Linked DNA regions of Muntiacus reevesi: region 1 is linked to region 2. Evidence: chromatin contacts called from public Hi-C data. All regions are on one chromosome and are shown on one strand. Each heading gives the region's core, a stretch centred on a gene start, on an enhancer-like site or on the middle of the called end of the contact. The rest is flanking DNA. Distances are from core to core; before and after follow the strand shown. Region 1 holds the start of CNNM2 (cyclin and CBS domain divalent metal cation transport mediator 2). Region 2 holds the start of SFXN2 (sideroflexin 2).

What was found. A called contact is a pair of places that touch in the nucleus more often than the background predicts.
Region 1: a contact with region 2 is called in a Hi-C map of muscle, with 3 times the contacts expected there. The contact joins the promoter of CNNM2 here to the promoter of SFXN2 in region 2. A contact is called at or near these places in 2 of 3 Hi-C or Micro-C datasets (blood and muscle).

What each region holds. Positions count from the first base shown.
Region 1 is chr2:146,062,521-146,068,397 of mMunRee1.1, reverse strand. CNNM2 (cyclin and CBS domain divalent metal cation transport mediator 2) reads right to left here and starts at 2,170. Exons shown (of 7, transcript XM_065923238.1): 1 at 397-2,170. The coding sequence starts at 2,017.
Region 2 is chr2:145,865,060-145,871,100 of mMunRee1.1, reverse strand. SFXN2 (sideroflexin 2) reads right to left here and starts at 3,708. Exons shown (of 12, transcript XM_065923231.1): 1 at 3,597-3,708. It overlaps ARL3 (ADP ribosylation factor like GTPase 3), which reads left to right and starts at 3,877. Exons shown (of 6, transcript XM_065923229.1): 1 at 3,877-4,015. The coding sequence starts at 4,013.

The DNA.
Region 1 (5,877 bases), core at 921-3,420, 200 kb before region 2:
CAAATGCCTGAGATTAGTACACGGCAACCAAATGGCACAGCATGGCATCAGCGGGTCTCTTTTTTCATCTACCCACTCAGAATCCCGCAATGAATGCAGCAGATCTCTCAAGGCCAGAGTGCAGGGGGTAAGAGTACCATGCGCAGAAAATAGGAAGCCTGCTTTATGATAGAGGGGGAAGCAAGCCAGGGCAGTCTTGTTTCAAAGAACCTAGAAGCGCTTACTAGTTCAATCCACCCCCAAATCCATGCCACCCTTTCAACTTTACAATTAAAAGAGAGGAGAAATTCCGGTCAACTCGCCTTGGGGGGTTGGTCTGAGGGAAGAGGACTCAAGTAGGGAGGAGGATGGAGTGAGAAAGAGCAAGCCAATGAAAGGATACCAAAATTTTCCCACCTTTCTTAAATTCTTCCAGCATAGCGTCCAACTTGGTGTCATTGAAAACAAAGTGCAAGGGGTGGTTATAAAATTTCGTGATGGTTTTCAGGGGAGTGCAGTCATCCGGATCCACGAAGGCCAAGTCTTTGACGAAGAGGAGGTCCACGATGTTGGAGCGTTCCCCCTCAAACACTGGAATCCGAGTGTAGCCGCTCTCCATGATCTCCGACATGGTGTTGAAGTCCAGAATGGCTTCCCCGGCGATCATGAAGCAGTCCCGGAGGGGCGTCATCACGTCCTCCACCGTCTTGGTGCGGAGCTCCAGCGCGCCTTGGATGATATTCAGCTCCTCCTTCACCAGGTCGTTGTAGGGGTCTGTGACCCGGAGCATCTCGAGCAGCTTTTCCCGGTTATAGACGGTGCCTATCTCCTGGCCCAGGACGCAGTCCAGCAGCTTGCTGACCGGGTAAGAAGCGGGAAAGGTCATCATCATGAAAAACTTGGTGAGGAAGATGGTGTTGGCTCCCACCGCCAGGCCGTGGCGGGAGCATATGGCCTGGGGCACGATCTCCCCGAAGATGACGATGCCGATGGTGGAGACCACCACCGCCACGAGGCCTGAGCCAGCGATGTCGTCGAGCAGGATGGTGAGCGTGGTGTTGACCAGCACGTTGCCCAGCAGCAGCGAGCACAGCAGGTAGTTGCCCTGCCTGCGCACGGGCTCGATGCGCTTGGCGTAATTCTTCTCCTTCTCCGTGCCGCAGTTCTGCACGATGCGCAGCTCCATCGGGTCTAGGGCCATGAGTCCAAGGTTGAGGCCGCTGAACATGCCCGACAGGCACAGAAGCAGCGAAATGAAGATCACCTGCAGCCAGAAGGGCAGCAGGAACTTCTTTTCCTCCCCCACGATCATCTTGGTGTCCTCGCCATCGTGATAAATCCAGGTGGTCTCGGCCCACGGGGGCGGCGGGAGCCCGGCCACCCCGGAGCCGCCCTTGCCCCCGACGGCGCCACCCGCGGACCCCGAGCCGCCGGCGCCTAGTGCTGGCGTGGAGAGCGACGTGCACAGGTAATAGGACTTGCTCTTCTCCATCTTACGCAGCGGTTTGATCTCTATCTCAATGATGCCCGATGTACGGCGGTTGAGAATGATATGGGGCAAGATGATGATATCTGATGTGCGGATGCCGCAGCGCTGGGGGCCGCTGTCCGGCTCCGGCGGCGCGGGTCCACCCAGCCCGCGCTCGCCGGGGCTGTGGCGCTGCCGCTCATGCTCTGTGAAAGCAATGCGGGACCATGTCTCGTTGTTGATGTTCTGCCCGTACACCCGCAGCTTGACCCGGGTCCGCTCGCTCACCCGCAGCGCCCCCCCTTCCATGAACGACACGTCGTTCGTGTCCTCCAGCCGCAACCCGATGATCACCGTCTCTTCGTTCTCGCCCACCGCCGTGCAGCCGCCCGCGCCGCAGCAGCAGCTCAGTAGTAGCAATGGCAGCAGCCTCCCCGCCGCCGCCTGCAGGACCCCCCGGCCGCGGGCGCTGAAGCTGCGGCGCGCCGCCATCTTCCAAGAGGGCAGTGCGGCGGCTGCCTGCCCGCCCGCCATCTTTACTTCGGGTTCACAAGAGCCACAGCCAATCATAGGGTGGCTGCTCCAGCTGCGGCTTCATCCTTCTCAGCCGGCGGCGCGAGCGCAGGCATCGGCCCGCGGGGCGAGATTGCAATGCTGTGTTCGAACCCACTGCTCAGCAACCCGCCTCCCTGACTGACACTGACTCGGCCTGGGCCAGCACCGAGACCTCGAGGCTAGCGGGAGGGGGGAGAGGGTGGGGGGAGTGCCAGCGGCTGCAGCAAGAGTCAGGCCGACCAGCCAATCACCAGCAGGTGCCCGCCCTCCCAGCCAGGGGGCTGGAATGGGGGCGTGGCCGTGAGCGGCGCCGCGAGCCAATGGCAAGATAAGTGGGTGGGGAGACGAGGGACAGCGTCCTCCTCTGCTCTCCAAGTTTCCAACTGAAAGGCGCGTGACTCTTGTGTATGTGCGAGGGGAGGAGGTGTGGCCAGCCCCGGCTCAAGAGCCAGTCACAGATGAGAGCCGAACGAAAAGGGGCGGAGCCCCCCGTCCCGGCCGCCAATGCACAGGGGCCTTCTGCGAGCCTGACGCCCCGGGGGGGACTCGGTAGTACCCCTGTCCCTAGGTTGGCACGCTGGACCAATGTCCTGTGCCCCGAGGCGGCCGGTTCTCGCCGCGCCACGCTGCCGGCTCCCGCGTGCTCAGTGACCGTGCAGAGGTCTGCGCTTTCCTGACCCAAGACGCACATCAGCCTAAAATGCGCCCCTTTTCTTTACTCCTGCGCGCCTCTCCGCTCGGGATGAGCGGTGGCCGGTGGGCCCAATACCACATCTACGCGCTCCTCTGGAGCCGCTCGCTTATCCCTAAGGGACAGACGGCCTCTGCAGCTCACGGTCAGGGAGCGCCACCTGCCGGTAGCATTGGCTCCCTGCAATGCTTTCCAGGTACGCTGCAAACCCAAAAAGGTATTCTGGCAGTTCCCCATCTTCCAAGTTATAAGAATCCCTTCACTTTCTTACTGAAAAAAAATATATTCCCTGGCCCCATTCCATACTTACTGGATGGGTAGGACTTAGGAATCTATTCCTAGTAGGCACTCGGGAAAATCTGGGAAATGGGAGGGGGCGGACATCCTAAGCAGACCCATAAAGTCTCATTCTTAAACACACTGATCAAACCCTGCTAGGTTCATTGGTGGCTCAGGAGAAAAAAATTCTGAAGACCAAGGACTCCCAAGCCCACTCTGGACTCCCAAGCCTACTCTGTATCTGGAGGAAACAGAGTTGCCAAATTGGTTTTTTTTCTTGCAACTTAAACATCCCCCAAAAATAATTATTTCCGTTTTTTTAATGCTGCAAGCACATTTTCCTTTCTGTAAAATTTTTATTAATTTCTAATAGATATAACTGCAAGGGCCTCCTCACTGTTCTATCGTCTTCTACACCTGTCCCCTTCCCTTCTCAACCCACCAGCCAGAGTAGTTTTGTTAAATAAGCCACTGTCCCTTCTTTGTGTGAAACCCTACTCTGGCTTTCCAACTCATCACAGTAAAAGCCACTGGCAGCTATAGTATTGACAAGGGTCTAAAAGACCTACTGTCCCCCCCACCCCGCCCCACTTTCTTCTATAACCCTATCATCTGGTGCTCCAGCCAGATTCTCCTGGTTATTCATTCTCTCTAGGGATGCTCCCTTAGGGAGCCTGTATACATGCTGCTGTTGCCTGTGCCTGGGACTCTCTTTCCCCCAGATGTCAGCAGAGAACCCTAGACTACCTCCTTCAAGACTGTTTCAAGTCCATCTTTATAAACCAGTGACCAAACACTCCCTATTCTCCATCCTTACTGTATTTTCCTTAATTTGGTGTGTATCTGTCTCCTACTAGAACTTAAGCTTCCTAAGGGCAACGATTTTGTCTGTTTTATTCACTGCTGTATCATCAGGGCCTAGAAGAATAATAGATGCTCAAAACAGTACTTGTATTTTTAAAAATGAAAGGATTTTTATTCTGAGTGCTCCAAATAATGTCCCCAACTCTAGTTTCCGGTCCTTCAGTCTCTTTCTCTCTTTTCTTTCTTTAATAAAGTTGACTTCTCTCTTATATGGAAGAGAACTGAAGGTCTGCATTCACAGCTGCTATGAAGGTGATTGCAGCCATGAGATTAAAAGACGCTTACTCCTTGGAAGGAAAGTTATGACCAACCTAGACAGCATATTAAAAAGCAGAGACATTACTTTGCTAACAAAGGTCCATCTCGTCAAGGCTATGGTTTTTCCAGTGGTCGTGTATGGATGTGAGAGTTGGACTATAAAGAAAGCTGAGCACCAAAGAATTGATGCTTTTGAACTGTGGTGTTGGAGAAGACTCTTGAGAGTCCCTTGGACTGCAAGGAGATCCAATCAGTCCATCCTAAAGGAGATCAGTCCTGAGTGTTCATTGGAAGGACTGATGCTGAAACACCAGTACTTTGGCCACCTGATGTGAAGAGCTGACTCATTTGAAAAGATGCTGATGCTGGGAAAGATTGAGGGCAGGAGGAGAAGGGGACAACAGAGGATGAGATGGTTGGATGGCATCACCGACTCAATGGACATGAGTTTGGATGAACTCCAGGAGTTGGTGATGAACAGGGAAGCCTGGCGTGCTGCAGTTCGTGGGGTTGCAAAGAGTCAGACACAACTGAGCGACTGAACTGATACTGAACTGATGAAGGTTCCTTGGTCATCAGGTATGTTTGGTTCATTTTGGTGTTTTTTGTTGTTTTGGGGGGGTTAACTATGTGGCATGTGGGATCTTAGTTCCCTGACCAGGAATCGAACCCAGGCCTCCTGCAGTGGTAGCACAGTTTTAACCACTGGACCACCAGGAAAGTCCTTCCAACCCTTCAGTTTCTGACGCTGCTTCCCGCACCCACAATTCTCATACTGGTACATCTGAAAAACAAGTTTAGATTTTTTTTTAAAAGTCCTGATTCACAGACTTGGCATGCATTTACAAAAATAACATTATCAAAGTTTGGAAGAAATGTTGAGCTTTGGGGGAATATATGACAAAGGTTAAGGATAGATATGGTCTTCTAAATGAGCTGATTAAAAACACAACTGTTTACTGTCATTAAAAGTGTGAGCACAAGTCTGCTTAAGGGAGCTAAGAGGGAAGATGACTACAGGCTCTTAAATGCTGAACGCATACTTTTGCAATAAGAGTGCAGAGAAGAGAAGTGCAGAGAAGAGGCTGAGGAGAGGCTTGCCAAACCTACAGACATCTCCTGTGCATTTCAGAGAAAACTAGAATAGTCAGGAAACTGTGGCATTCAGCAAGTTAGAAGTTCATAGTAAAATGTCAGAAAGCGCCCGGCAAGACAATTTACAATATAAAACAAAGCAAGCTCAAATTTACACACAAGTTCAAAAATTCCCTGTGTGAATTTAATGTTCATCCTGGATGTGAATGCGGGGGACGCGGTGGCGGGGGGCGGGGGGATCATATTCTCCATGAAGGAATTCCCTGGCAGTCCAGTGGTTCAGATTCTGCTGTGCTTCACTGCTGAGGGCCCAGGTTCAATCCTTGGTCAGGGAACTAGGATCCCACAGGATGTGCTATATGGCCAAAAAGCAAACAAACAAAAATACATTCTCCATGTACACCCAAGTCACAGAGCAATCTAGACACCCAAGTCAAGTAATTTTTCCATAGCAAGTAGGATCCTGCTTCAAGCTTGGAGGCTTTTCAGCTGGCCTACCCTCTCTTTAGTGAGGGGCCTGCTAATACAAACTTGACCTTCAGGAGCTTCCCAGTCTGTCTATCTGAATGAATCGAGGGCAGGGGCAGCACTTACTTCTCAGGATCTTTTTTTTTAAATCTGGCAGAAAAAAATAAAACCCTGAATTCTGAACATGTTTCATCTCCACAAAGAGCTACAAAAGGCTCAA
Region 2 (6,041 bases), core at 2,459-4,958:
TCAGAATAAATAGCAGCCTTAAAAGAAGGTGCATTAGCAAGTAATCTCAAGGACTCCCCTGCCCTCCTCCAAAAGTAGCCTTTTGCTCTGCAGAGAGTGTGAATGACAAGCACCTACCCACCCCTCAGATCTTGGTTGAAACCTTTGCTCAGAAAAGTCTCTGAAGGAGCCCTTCCTCCCTCGCATGCACTGCCACGAGCTCCTGGCTCTGTACTTGTCCTTCAGAGTCATGCCATGTGTGATAGTCTGGTTTTACCTGAATTAATGCCCACCGTCCCCCACTAGGCCATTAGCTCCTTAAAGCCAGGAGTCGTGTCCATGTTGCTCACCACCATTGCCTCAATGCCCAGCAAAGCAACTCGAGTATTTGCTAAAGAAGAGGTCCAGTCAGTCAGCAATTGGCTATTTAGGCTTAAAACCCAGAACGGAGACCAGGGTTAGAAGTAAAACAGGGAGGGAGCAACATGGGGGTGGTTTAAGATAAAGTTTTCAAACGAGAAAATGTAGACTGGGAAGAACAGTGATCCAAGGAAATACCCAGGAAGACCACTATATTTAAGAGGTAACCCATCAAAAATCTGAGCATAACTAGAGAGGGAGCAGGCAGAAGCATCCAACAGAAGAGGTAGAGCGAAAGCAGACATCAACTTTTAGACTGTTAAGGTGGGGGACACGTCCCCCTCTCACACCTACCAGAGCCCAGGAGAAGATCCAGGCTCTGTGCTTTAAGGACAGGCTGACGTGGCTCCTGCAGGGGGGCTGGTCCAAAGACCAAAGGCATTTCACCCAGTCCCAGCTGAAGCCAGGAGGAGGAAAGAGTTCCCCTTTATTCTAGAGGAAGGAAAAACAGTAAGCCTTGGCTTATAGAGCCCCACACTTGCACCAGATGGAGACAGTTCCAGTGTTATGCCTCCCCTTCAACACACACACACACACACACACAACACACACACTTCTCGGCCATTCCTCTCCACTCTCAACTGAACAATCCAACATTGGAAAATCCTCTTTCTTTCACAGTGAAAGCACTTCTACCATGAAGGGGTAATCATTTGCTAAGTCATGCAAGAATCTTTGCCTTCATTACCAAGGAACATCCTTGTTCTGTCTTACGTAAAACATAAAAGGAAAAAAAATCTAAATTCTATGTCTTAACATTTTTTCCCATTCCACTGGCCCCCAAGGGGACAGTTCTGTGATTCCTTCAGGGCAAACTCAAGCCCTTCGGTTACATAATCCCATAGTATCTTGTCCTCATGTGCAGCACGAGGGACTTTTGTAATTGTCACTTTCTTGCTTTTTATTAGTGTAAAATCTGCCTCCCCTGACAGACGTAAGGTGCATGCTATAGTCCTCATCTGCCCTCTAAAAACACTTACTGCCTGCACGGAATGCATTCCGACTTATTCTTGGGTTCTCCAGACATCAAGGATGTCCCCCACATCTTTTCTTTTTTTGTCAAACTCAGAACCTGCCTTTGTTACAAAAGTAAGAACAGACTTTGTTTCATGAAGCTGCAAACTGTCTACCCCTCCTATACTGAGTCCTACTGGTCGCTGAGTTTTCAGCAGTCCACGCTCCATCTTTCTACACAAGCCATATCTAATACTTCCTAAAAAGGTGACTATGATATCCAGGGTTCCACTACAGGGAATGGGGGAGAGGTGGAAATCAAACAGGTGACTGACCAATACTTCCCTTTCCTTCCAGGATTAGAGAATGTCACAGCTCAAAAACATTAGGGATCCAAGATCTCAGCTTACAGATGAAGAAACTGATGCCAAGGAGGTTCCCACACATTGAGCTAGCGTGGTGAGCGTTTATGGCACACATGGTCCTGCACTGTGGCAGATACAAATGTGAGCAGGAAACAGATGTAGTCTTATTTATCCAAAAATCTGATAACAGCTAGGGCTGTATTTTCCCAAGGTTATAAACCTTAGACAGGAATTCCTTGACGGTCCAACGGTTAGGACTCCACCCTTCACTGCCAAGGGGGCAGTGCAGAGTGGACAAAAAAAAGAGAGAGAGAGACCACAAAGTCACAAGGCTTAGAGTCACCTAGATGGGTCCTCTTATCCATTGAAAGGTGCTTGTCTCAAGAGAGAAAAGGAGGGAAGAAGGGAAAATATTTTAAAAATTATATAACCTACTAACTCTCCTTAAGCAATGCTCGTCCTTCCAGGGAGAGCTGATTTTCTCAAGCAGACAGTACCAGAATTTGGGAAACAGGCTTTCCAAATTCTTCTAGAGTGTCCTTTTGCAAGGGCGGGGAAGCACCCAAGATCTCCTATTTGAATCCCCTACTAGGGGAAAAAAACAAAACATTATCGCTGGTACTCCCATCAGAGGAAGATCAAGGCAGTCCAAGACTCAAGCAGTTCAAACACAAAGTCCACTGAGATGTCAAGGGCTGGTGTCAAGGCTACCTAGCTCAACTCGGAGAATGAGACTAATAATTAAACCAGCAGACCCTGGTAGTATATGCCTATGTACAATCAAATGACTCCCTGGCAGCCATGATGTTAGACTCCAAGCAATTTCGGAAGAGAAATCTGCTTTGCCTTTTTCACAGAAGAACCAGCAAGCTAGAGATAGGTGGAAACTTGACTTGAATACATAAATTGTTAAGAACCATTCAGGGAAAATCTGCCTTCATTACAACGATCTTAACTAGGCTGAAAACCTGCTGGTCTTAAAAGCAGCAAAGCCCCAAATCTGGAGGAAACTATTAACAATAGCTAAGCCCAGGGATTTTCCAGGCATTCCAGTGGTTAAGACTGCTTCCACTGCAACGGCACAGGTTCAATCCCTGGTTGGGGAGCAAAGATCCCCACATGCCACGCAAGGAGCGGCCAAAAATAATAATTCCTCAAGTGTCAGAAAGTACTGGATTCAAGTCCTCACTCTTAACCCTTTAAATAACCAATTTCTAGGGCTGTGAGAATGAAATGAAATCTTGTATGAAAAGCATCTCACTAGGAAGGATGTAACTTCCATGAGGGCAGATTGAGCTCCCTGCTGTGTCTCCAGAGTCTAGACTAGGACCTGGCACAAATATGGTAACTCTTCTTCCTGTCCTCTGCACGGGGAAGGGGTGGGAAATAGCACCCAGAATCTCACTCTTTCTTGCCTAGAAGTGGAGGCCCATTTTTGCCTCCTTCAGGGCTGCAGGCGGCGCGCCGACCCAACTTAGTTCAGCAAAGCCATCCATCCCAAACGCCTTTCACCCCCGTAAGCGATCAGCTCATCCCAGCCCTCACGGCCAGTCCTCAGGCAGCTTCTTGCCCTCCTGTAGGCAGCCTCCCACCACGAGGACTCCTCCAGCCCGGATTCTAACACAGATGTGTGGAGACGGGTGCGCAACCCATGACGCCCCCGTTCCTCAGCCTGGCACACGAAGGTACTGGAGACCATAAAGAGGTCCACAGGTAGCTCCTTCTCTTGCCACGTGGCTTTGGCAGGTGGAAGCCCAGCCCGCGCTGCAGGCTCGCCTGGGCAGAGTCAGGACAGAAACGCAAACTCCCTCCTGGGATGTAGGGAATAAAACCTGGCACAGGTAGATGTTGCAGGAGGCCTCCTCTCAAGATCCTTACCTGGTCCCGGGAGAAACGCACTGACACAGCTGCTTCCAGAAGCAGCGCGCTTTGGCAGCCAGGCCAGGATGCACTTCTGGCCTCCGCCCGGGAACCTCCCCTCGCCCCGCCCTCACGCCCTCCCTCTGGGCCAATCACGAGCCGGGTGGCCCCCGCCAGCCACGTGGGCGAGGTTTCACCATTCCCCAGGTCTCTGCAGCCTGCCGCCTTCTCCGGCCGCTCCAGCAGCCCGCCTGCGCAGTGGGAGGGCACATTGGCGCGCTTGCGCACATTGGGGAAAGAGGAGCTGGACCCCGCCCCGTCCTGCTGCTTTGCTCCTCCGCCGTGCGTACGGGGGACGTCGGGGGCGGCGCCGTAGCAGTTGCCCCTGGTAACGGGGGAGGCAGGAGGAGGAGGAGGAGGGACTCGGCGGGAGGATGGTGAGTGTGGGGGCCTGGGTCCCTCTGGATCTGGTCGGTCACCTGCCTCCCTCCCCCTGGCCCAAGGGAGGCCACCGCGCTTAAAGATAGGAGGGAACGGACTGGCGCTCAGCTTGATGTCCGGGTCCTGGATTGGTTTCGGGGGGCGGCAGGGAGCCCCGAGTGTGGGCCCTGGAGGGAATCTGGGCCTGGGGAGGAAGGCGAGACTTGCAACCTGTCCGAAACTAGGGGAAGGGTCTGGAAGGGTGCTGGGTTGTCGCGATACGCAGCCAGGGCTCCATCATTACTCTGGGGATTGGGATGAGGGCGGATCCTAGGAGCTGCGGAGAGCAGCTTCTGCACGCAGGATTAAATCTTCCCAAGGAATCGGCCTCCCAGTGCCGCAGGAAAGTGGGGTTCACCAGTGCCCAGCTAGAAGCGGGGAGAAGGGCCAGCGCTGCTGTCTTTGAGGTCGCGCTGTCGGTACCAGGGGAGATGGTAGCCTAGCTCTCCTGTTCTTCGCGGTGTGAGGGCCTCTGGGGGGTAAGGGTGTAAATCCCCGGACACAAAGAGGTGCCGCCTGGAAGGGATGTCTGGTGTATTTTAAGCAGTCTCGGTGTCTGCGTGTCGGGCGCGCTTCTGCAGTCCCGAGTTTTTTATTTGCTGAGGGTTCTGCAAGGTCTGGTTGTTGGTGATAGCCAGCCTCCTGTTCAGTACGTGTTGGTGGAGGCAGATTTGCTGCCGGATCCTTAGTATTTACTTCGGACCTGTTGCCACCTTCCTTTGCATATGACCACACCAGAAGCAAAGGCCTTAATCTCAGTTTGGAGTAGATTAAAAAGGGAAAGAGACCATCAATTTGGGGCTAGCTTTTTCTCTTCAGGCCAGAATAAAGCTTTCCCAAATACGTAAATTTTGTGACGTATTTGACGCTTGACACTGTTCCTTGTTGATTTCTCTGCAGTTAATTGGAGAGTATTAAAATGAAATTGAGTGGTTTTAAAACTAATGGAAGAAAAATTTTATTTTGGAGCGTTTGGAGCAGACTGATAAATTTACCAACTGCAGAGAGCTAGCACTCAAGCTTATAGTTACTTCCCTGTCCCAACTCCAGTCCCTTTTTGACTTTTAGAACTGTTGAACCACTTCTATTGATTTATGAAGAAAAAGCTAGACGTCCAGAAGGAAAAAAAAAACAAAAACACATGTACACTTGGTTAGATTATCCAATGAGTAAATTTTGATAGGAAAAATTTATTTCAATTGATTTAACATTGTCAGATTGTTAAAGAAGTAGCATTATTGGATCTGAAGTTGCCAATCACATTTCAACACTTGCTACATTGCAGTTTTATTAACCTCAGGCTAAACAGATTTTTACATGTTTGCTTTTTATTAATCGTTTATACACGAGCTGTCCATTTAAAGGCTAAGTTTTTCTCAACAAATGAGTACAAACATAAATATTTACACAGAAAATAACTAGAATTGAAATGAAAAAGGCATGCCAAACCAACAGAGAAAGGGATGGCATCATAAAGGAGAAACGCATGAGAGCTGGCTAACTTTTCCCAGTTTGTTTATCAGTGAAGTGGCCTGTGTAATTTCATGATTGTTTAATTTATAATTACAAGCCACAATAAATTAGCCACTGCTTATGTTTCCAGGTACAGATTGACACTGTAGACAACAAATTGACAGTGTATACAACACTATTGTATACAACTGTTGTATTCAGTGATCAAGACAGATTTTGTTTTTCTTTTTTTATTTTTTTTCCTACAATAAACAATAAGGAATTAGGGCAAATTATTCAGGAGTCTTCATCTGATTTCCAAAATACACTTTTTTTCTATCTCCAAAAGTATGGCTATTCTTAGAACTGTAAGTGGAACAAGGAATTTAAAGGGTCAGTGGTATGATTAAGTATGTCATATCTGATAACCATGAGTCCCCATAGTAACTCTACAAGAGTTCCAGGTTTATTTATTGTCTTAATCCTTCAGTTATGACTAATATATATTTATTCTTTTAAAATTTGGACTGC